Linked DNA regions of Manis pentadactyla: region 2 is linked to region 1. Evidence: chromatin contacts called from public Hi-C data. All regions are on one chromosome and are shown on one strand. Each heading gives the region's core, a stretch centred on a gene start, on an enhancer-like site or on the middle of the called end of the contact. The rest is flanking DNA. Distances are from core to core; before and after follow the strand shown. Region 1 holds the start of VCAN (versican). Region 2 holds the start of XRCC4 (X-ray repair cross complementing 4).

Region 1 (3,534 bases), core at 822-3,321:
CTGGAGCAGAGGCTGGGAGAGGGGAAGGGACGCTGTGAAGATGGAGACAGAGAAGAAGAGACAAAGATGAGAAATGGGACGTAGCGAGACTGTCTTTCCGCTTGTGGGTGTGCGCACATCGGGACAGCTCTCCAGAAGCTGCACAGATTTCTCCTGCCTCCCGCAGCATCACCCCGGGACATGCAGGACTTGCTGGAGCGCAGCTGGATCCGAGAACAAATAGTTTAAACTATGACTTTAATTTTATACCTCGGTCTCTGCTGCCTTACATACTGACCGCTAAACGCCCAGTGACACAGCGAACAGGGACAATTCTGATGCCCCCCAGCACGCACGCACCAGGGATGTTGGCTGCAGGAGCCCACGCCTCTGCAAGGCAGTGGTAAGCTCCAGCCGAGAACGTCCCCCGGGGCTCCCAGCACACGCTCTCGGCCACCGTCGACCCGCCAGTAAAGTTGCACAACTAGGGCCGAGAGCAAGTAGAGGGTGGGGAGTTAGAAGGAAAAGGACAGATGCAGTCAGGGCAGGAGGGTTGGTCGTAGAAGCCCCAGATTCGGGTCCCTGAGCCACCTTTGTCTGCGGAGCTCTCTGCACACTGGTTTGCAGGTTCAGACGGGAGCGAAATCCTCCACTTTGCTCTTCATGGTGAGAGAAAATTCTTGCACATCCCTGCTTGTTCGGGGCAAGCTTTTCCCGCCCAGGCGCCTACCGGACCTCCGCGGCGCTCCAACAACCCCACCCCCCATCCCCTCCTCGCTCCTGATCGGCCCCCGTACACCACGCGCAGGACAAAAGAACCCAGGGGCACTGGAGAGAGGCTTGACAGCCCCCAAGTAGCCAAAGAGACGCGGCCCTGGGACCCTGGACCTCCCCCGGTCGAACCTCCTCCCAGACTGCTGGCGGGCTGAAGGGGTCAGGTCTGCGCAGGTTCCGGGCTGCTGGGGCGCAGAATCGCCCTGTCAGGAGCTGCCGGGGAACAGCCTTCCAGGAACACCGGGCACTGACCGCACACCAGGGCCTGGAACCAGGTGGCCTGCACCAAGGCGGCTGCGGGGGCTTGTACCCGGGCAAGTCGCAGGAGTCCCCATTCAAACTTTTGCCCCGAGCAGATTATCAAAAAAAGATCAAGGTGCCAGGGTGCCTCGCTTCTCTCCAACTCAAGACCCCGGGACTTTTCTGGGGGTTCTCCACAATTCCTTTCCTTCCCTTCCCCCAATTCCGTTAGTCCTTCTACCCCCACCCCACCCTGGGCTTCTTTTGTCTGGATCTTTTTCAGCATCACGGTCCCTCTGTATTCCTCTCTCCAAATGTCCATCTGAAAGTTACCTGCATTTTTAAAAGTGCATATATTTTTTAACTTCGCCTTACAGCTAGTTCTCTTTGCCTTAATTAAAACCTTCTACCAATTACCGTGTACTTCTTTTTTTTAAGATCGCTTTTTTTTTTAACAAGTTTTTTTTTTAAGGGGGAACAAAAGAAACGTGATTACCTTGAAAGGCGGCTTATTGCAGTTTGGGGGGAAAAATTCACCGCAGCGCTGCGCGAATGGGCTCGGCGTTGCCGGGGCGGATCACATAGGAAGAGCGGTGGCCTGGGGAAGGGTGCGGAGGGTGCAGGACGCTGCTGGAGGATGCGGGAGGATGCGGGGCTGGCCGCAGATCCCGGTCCCAGTGCCTGTCCACAGCACCTACTGTCCGTGGCTGTTGCGCCCTCCTGCCTAGAGTTCTTCCCCAGAAAGGCTCGGGGCAGCTCGCCTGCAAGTTCAAATGCGGGTTGTGACACCCATCATCATTATATCACTGTACCGTCAGCACCGAGGAGGAGACTCAGCGAGGAGGAGGAGGAGGAAGAGGAGGAGGAGGGTTCATTCACAGGCTCCTGAAGCGCTCCACAGCTTCAGCCACTCCTAAGCGCCCAGGCTTGGAAAGCAGGCAGAGGGGCGGAAAGGCAGCTCCAGCGCCTGCGGTAGGGACCGCCTGCCTCCTTCCCCAGGCACTCCCACCTCTCGGCGTTTCTTCCTGACAAGAAGTACCAATCGGCTTGGGGACAGCAGCGCTCCCATTCAGCGACTCCCTGAGTAGCATCGCGCTGGCTCACGGAACCCGCTGCCCTCCCACTAGCCCCCACCCCCACTTCCCCGCCCCCTGTTCTGTTAGGGGAAAGGAGCCCCCAGGCTCTTGTGGGGCAGGCCAGCACTAGACAACTGGGGACCCGCGATTCTTCTTGGGAGCAAACTAAACTCGGTAAAATCTGTGAAGAACTTGGTTATAGTGTTTTTACACGGCCCCAGAGCCTGCCTGTCCCATCTGAAGGAAGTGTCAGACTCGCGGCTTCTGCCAACCTGAAAGAGACACTGAGAAAACGAGATCCTTCTGAGATCTGGAGGGAAAGTGTAAAAATTCCCCACTGCCTTTCCCGGGAACTGCTCAATGGGGAGCCCAACGTCATTGCGCAATCTACAAAGACCCGGGTAATGAAGGGCTGGACAGGAAATTCCCCGAAGCAAATCTCTTGTCGGATTTAAACAGATCCTTTTCCGCTGCCACAAACCTAAGTCCACAGTCTGCTTTCTTCGCTCGTCCTTTCTCTCAGTCTCTCGAAGTGTCCCTCATGGTAGACTACTTAATTTTTCTAGCTAACAGAGACTCCTTGGACCTATCAATCACCTTGTGGTCAGGAAATGGGACCATAATCTTTCATGAGTTTATGTGATTTTCTTTTTCAGCCAGGCCCACCGGACTATGTAAACAACATCAGCCCATGGAAGAACACCCTGCATTGTGTTACAGAAGATTTCCAATAGGACTTAACAGAGCAAAGGGTCAACCAGTTGACACAAAGGATTTCTGCCCCTTAGAAAAGAGGGACTTTGTATTTTCCTTTTCTTTGATGTCAAGTATGAGTTTATACAATGGGAACAAAATAAGTCCAAGGTGCACATCAGTTTAACGCTCTGGATACTAGAATAGATAGTAAACTACTATTACTACACAAATATGCAAGTATCCTCATAAATCTCTCTGAAGTTTCTACTTAAAAAATTACATTAAACACAACACCTCACAACAGTGATGGTCAAAGGAGAAAGTCCATTTTCACTCTGTTTCTTTGAGTAGGTTGGCTTAAGCTCATACTTTAAAACTCAGAATAGCTTAGACTCTTGTGCATCCCCATTTGTTATGTTTCTTTTGTGTTGTATGCATTCTGCATGGTCATATATTTTAGGTGACAAATGGATAGAAGTTTTGTCCAGAATATTTTAGCTCTCAAAATGTGCACCTTCCATTTCTTTTTTTTATTTATGTAATTTATCATCTCACTACAGTGAATGGCATAAGTATTAACTGCAGGATTTGGAAATCAAATTTGTTTTTTCACAATGATTTATTTGTTCTTAATATAGTTATTATACTACCATTCATAACATTAAAATTCTATTCCATTAAATGTTTGGAATAATGGAGTCACAGAACAGAATCAGATTTCAACATTTACATTTAATAGGTAAGCAAACTAAGGCCCAGAAAATGACTT
Region 2 (3,375 bases), core at 46-2,545, 350 kb after region 1:
TATTCCAAAGAGCAAATAAATAGGGTTAGATGTGGAGAAAGGTTAAGAGAAGCATTTCTTAAGGTAAAAGAATAATATGAAAGTCTAACAACTTTCATGGGTCTTAAAAGTTAGAAGGCCTGGGGAAAGAGAACAAAAAAGAGGAAACAAAAAAGGGCCAACACAAACACTAGAACACCAAGAACCTCAAGCTCAGAGTATGGAAGGCTAGCAGAAGCCCAGAGAAAATAAACAGTTAAGTAAAAGTATTTTCTTCTACAAGTGAATATTAGTGAATGAAAAAAAGGGAAATCATAAAAGGAAACCATCAACACTATCAATATTAGATACTAGTAAAGAGAGAAAAAGAGGAGAAAGTGGTCTGGTGGTTAAAAAGCAATACCAATTTAGTTAAAAACCTTTTGAGTCCTCAAGAACTATGCAAACCGAACACGCCCAAACCTGTTTCTCCATCTAGAATATGCTTAGACAAAGAAGGGGCGGGGACGGGGGGCCGTGTTAGAGCCTCATCTAACAGGGTTATTAAAAGTAGAAAAAGCTAAATAATAAGCGTATTGATTAAAAGAAAGTTGGCATCCGATCTGTCTTGCTGGTGGATCACTGCTCTAGAGGATCTATCAACTACTGAACTCAGGATAGTGCAGTTCCTTTCCATTTGTTACCACAGAAAGTTCTTTCCTGACCCCAAAGAGGCTAGTACTTTTCAACCCCAGATGAAACCCACCGACAGTTTACAAAAAGCTGGGGACTGGGAAAGAAATCAGGATAGTATTAAAAGAAATGATCCAACAAGCTAATCAACACAACTCTCCGTATACACGAGCCCTCCTAATTCCACAACCATTACAAAGAATTTCAAAAGCTCTTTGCATTCCAAAGAATCCTGCAGGGACAAAGGGAAAAACCGCACACGGGGCCCAGCAGGTGCACGCCCTGTGCATTGGGCCAGTGAACCCGGCGTCCCGAGAGCCCACAAACGGACGACCCAGGTGCTTACACATAGAGGGGGAAACGAGCCAGGAAAAAGTCTCGCACTGAGGACGGCTAGCAGGAAAAAACTGGTAACTAAAAAAGAAAGAAAGAAAGAAAAACAGAAAGAGAAAAAGAAAAGGACTACAGATTACTATATTACTTAAAGAGACAGCCCCGACTTCCGGACCCTACCTCTCAGTGACTCCACTTCCGGTCTCCTCCGAAAGGCCGCGCCCACACACGGACGTCCTGCAGCCAATGAGAGTACCACCTGCTCTCGCAGGGCCGCCGACGTGCTTGAATCCCGCCTTTTCCGGTAGAGGGATGCCTATCCTAGAGTCTGAGTAGCGCAGCTCAGGAGGCGGTGCCCTGATTGGCCCAACCAGACGACGGGAGGGAGCAAGAAGAGCAGGCGGGGTGTGCACGCCTCTTCCGCCCTGGGCCCGGAAGGGTGATGTGGCTGGGGCTCCTCCGGCCTCACTATGGTAAGAACCTGGGCTGTGGGGTGGGGGCCGATCATTGCGAAGGGGCTGTGGGCCCAAACTAGGGCTGAAGGGTTGGGCGGCGGTCCTGGGTGCTCGGGCTTTGGAGCACTGTCACTAACTTGATTCTCCCGGGCTCGGAGGATGCGCAGGTTCGGAGCCATGTGGCCCCTGCACGCACACCTGGGAGAGCCACAGCCGAGCTCTCCAGAGAGACCCGGGGGTCGTGGAGCCCAGCCCTTCCCTCGCCACGCTCCTGACTGGTTGCGAAGAAATCCGCTGGTTTTGCTTTACTCGGCGGTTACGTAGACACTTATAGTCATTGACCTTTGAGGCATTAGAGTTTGATGAGTTTGCGCTCGTTACTTTGCGTGTCCTTATCACTACGGGCCTGACCAAGTGTGTAAATTATTGTCAGAACCCAAACTCTACGCCTTAATTTTCACCTCTTGAATTAGTGGTATTTCAGGCCTCTCTTACTGCATTCTCTGAACTTTAAAGATGCTCGCTTACAAATTATGGATTTTTATAATTGCAATTATCTTTAAAGGTTGGGGCTTTGTACTTGGAGTGGTGTCTGGCTTCTGGCTCTCCTCTCCTCCCCACACGTTATTAAGGGCCTGCGTCTTACTCCAGATTTCTTTGGTAGTTTGGGCTTGTTAGAAAAGCTTGAAATAAGTCATAAAAGTTAACAAAAGAAATGCTTAATTCTCCATGGTAAAGAATAAGAGGTAAAGCCAGCATGGCTATACAACAGATGTAGCCTAGCAGTCAGTAAGAGATCTGAGGACATTTTGCCTGTATTAGGGTAAAGGCCAACGGACTGTACACCAGGTCTTCATGGTGAGTTTATGAAGTCCACGTGCCAGAAGTTGCATTTTTAAGCGTTTTCCTTGGGAAAGGGTGCATTCCTTTTTATTATAGTATCAAAAGCAACTGTGATCCCCAAAAAGCTATTCGGTCATGAAAAGTTGAACTTGTGTTCCTAGAAGTTTGTGCAGAATCCTATGCAGCACACAATACCTTTAGACATTTAATCCAGAACTCATTAATTGTTGCTTGCTTTATGCCAGCTGCTTTGATTATAGCTTGGACATAAGTCACAGTCTGTCCCTGGAGAAGTTTACAGCTTAGAAGACAGCAGGTTAATGTTCCTTAGCCAAGAATACTCTCCAGCTTCTCTCCCCATCCACCAAGTGACAGGATGGATCCACTTACCCTTAAAGGGTGTCCTTAGCCATTTTACAACTTAGAAAATTTTTCCTCTTTCAGTTTAAAAAAAGTAGAGAGATTGTTACTCTTTTAATTCTTGTATAACTTACTAGAAGTTGAACTTAATTGTACTCATAGTACAAGTCAAAGGTAGATTCTTTTGATGATCTCACTGCCTTAGGTGCTAGCTAACAGCAAAATGGGTACCATGTTTAAGATCAGTATTTAAACTGTCTGGCTATACTTGTTTTTTTCAAAAGTTACAATAATAAGCTTTCATTTATTAGCACTCCCTCTATGACAGACTGTTAAAAATCAGTTTATAAGGATTGTCTTACTTCAGGCTCCCAACTTATGAGTAGATGCTCACAGGTGAAAGAAGCCAGGCATAAGGAGACTGACATGATTGGAGTCACACACCTAGGAGGTAGTGAAGCCAGGACTTAAAACTATTTTAATGTCCAGATGCCATATATCTTCCTGCCTCTGTTAATGGAAACAACATAAGTGAGGATAAAATATGTCTTAGTGATTTGTTGCTTTCAAATATAACATGGGTGGATAATGGAAACAACTGCTGAGTGATTGATTTTTCATTCTGGCTCTGTTCCTGTGAGCTTGGAATATCAGCGTTTTAGAGAAAGTACATTGTGGTTGGAAGAGTTACACAGTGAAGTTTCTTTTTGAATTTTCACCTCAACTTGGTATA

What was found. Hi-C and Micro-C count contacts between places; a contact is called where the count stands out from the background.
Region 2: a contact with region 1 is called in a Hi-C map of fibroblasts, with 4 times the contacts expected there. The contact joins the promoter of XRCC4 here to the promoter of VCAN in region 1. A contact is called at or near these places in 2 of 3 Hi-C or Micro-C datasets (fibroblasts and skin fibroblasts).

The regions. Positions count from the first base shown.
Region 1 is chr2:76,692,988-76,696,521 of mManPen7.hap1, forward strand. VCAN (versican) reads right to left here and starts at 2,072. Exons shown (of 14, transcript XM_036914220.2): 1 at 1,490-2,072.
Region 2 is chr2:77,041,815-77,045,189 of mManPen7.hap1, forward strand. It overlaps XRCC4 (X-ray repair cross complementing 4), which reads right to left and starts at 1,296. Exons shown (of 8, transcript XM_036914214.2): 1 at 1,165-1,296. TMEM167A (transmembrane protein 167A) reads left to right here and starts at 1,345. Exons shown (of 4, transcript XM_036914216.2): 1 at 1,345-1,457. The coding sequence starts at 1,455.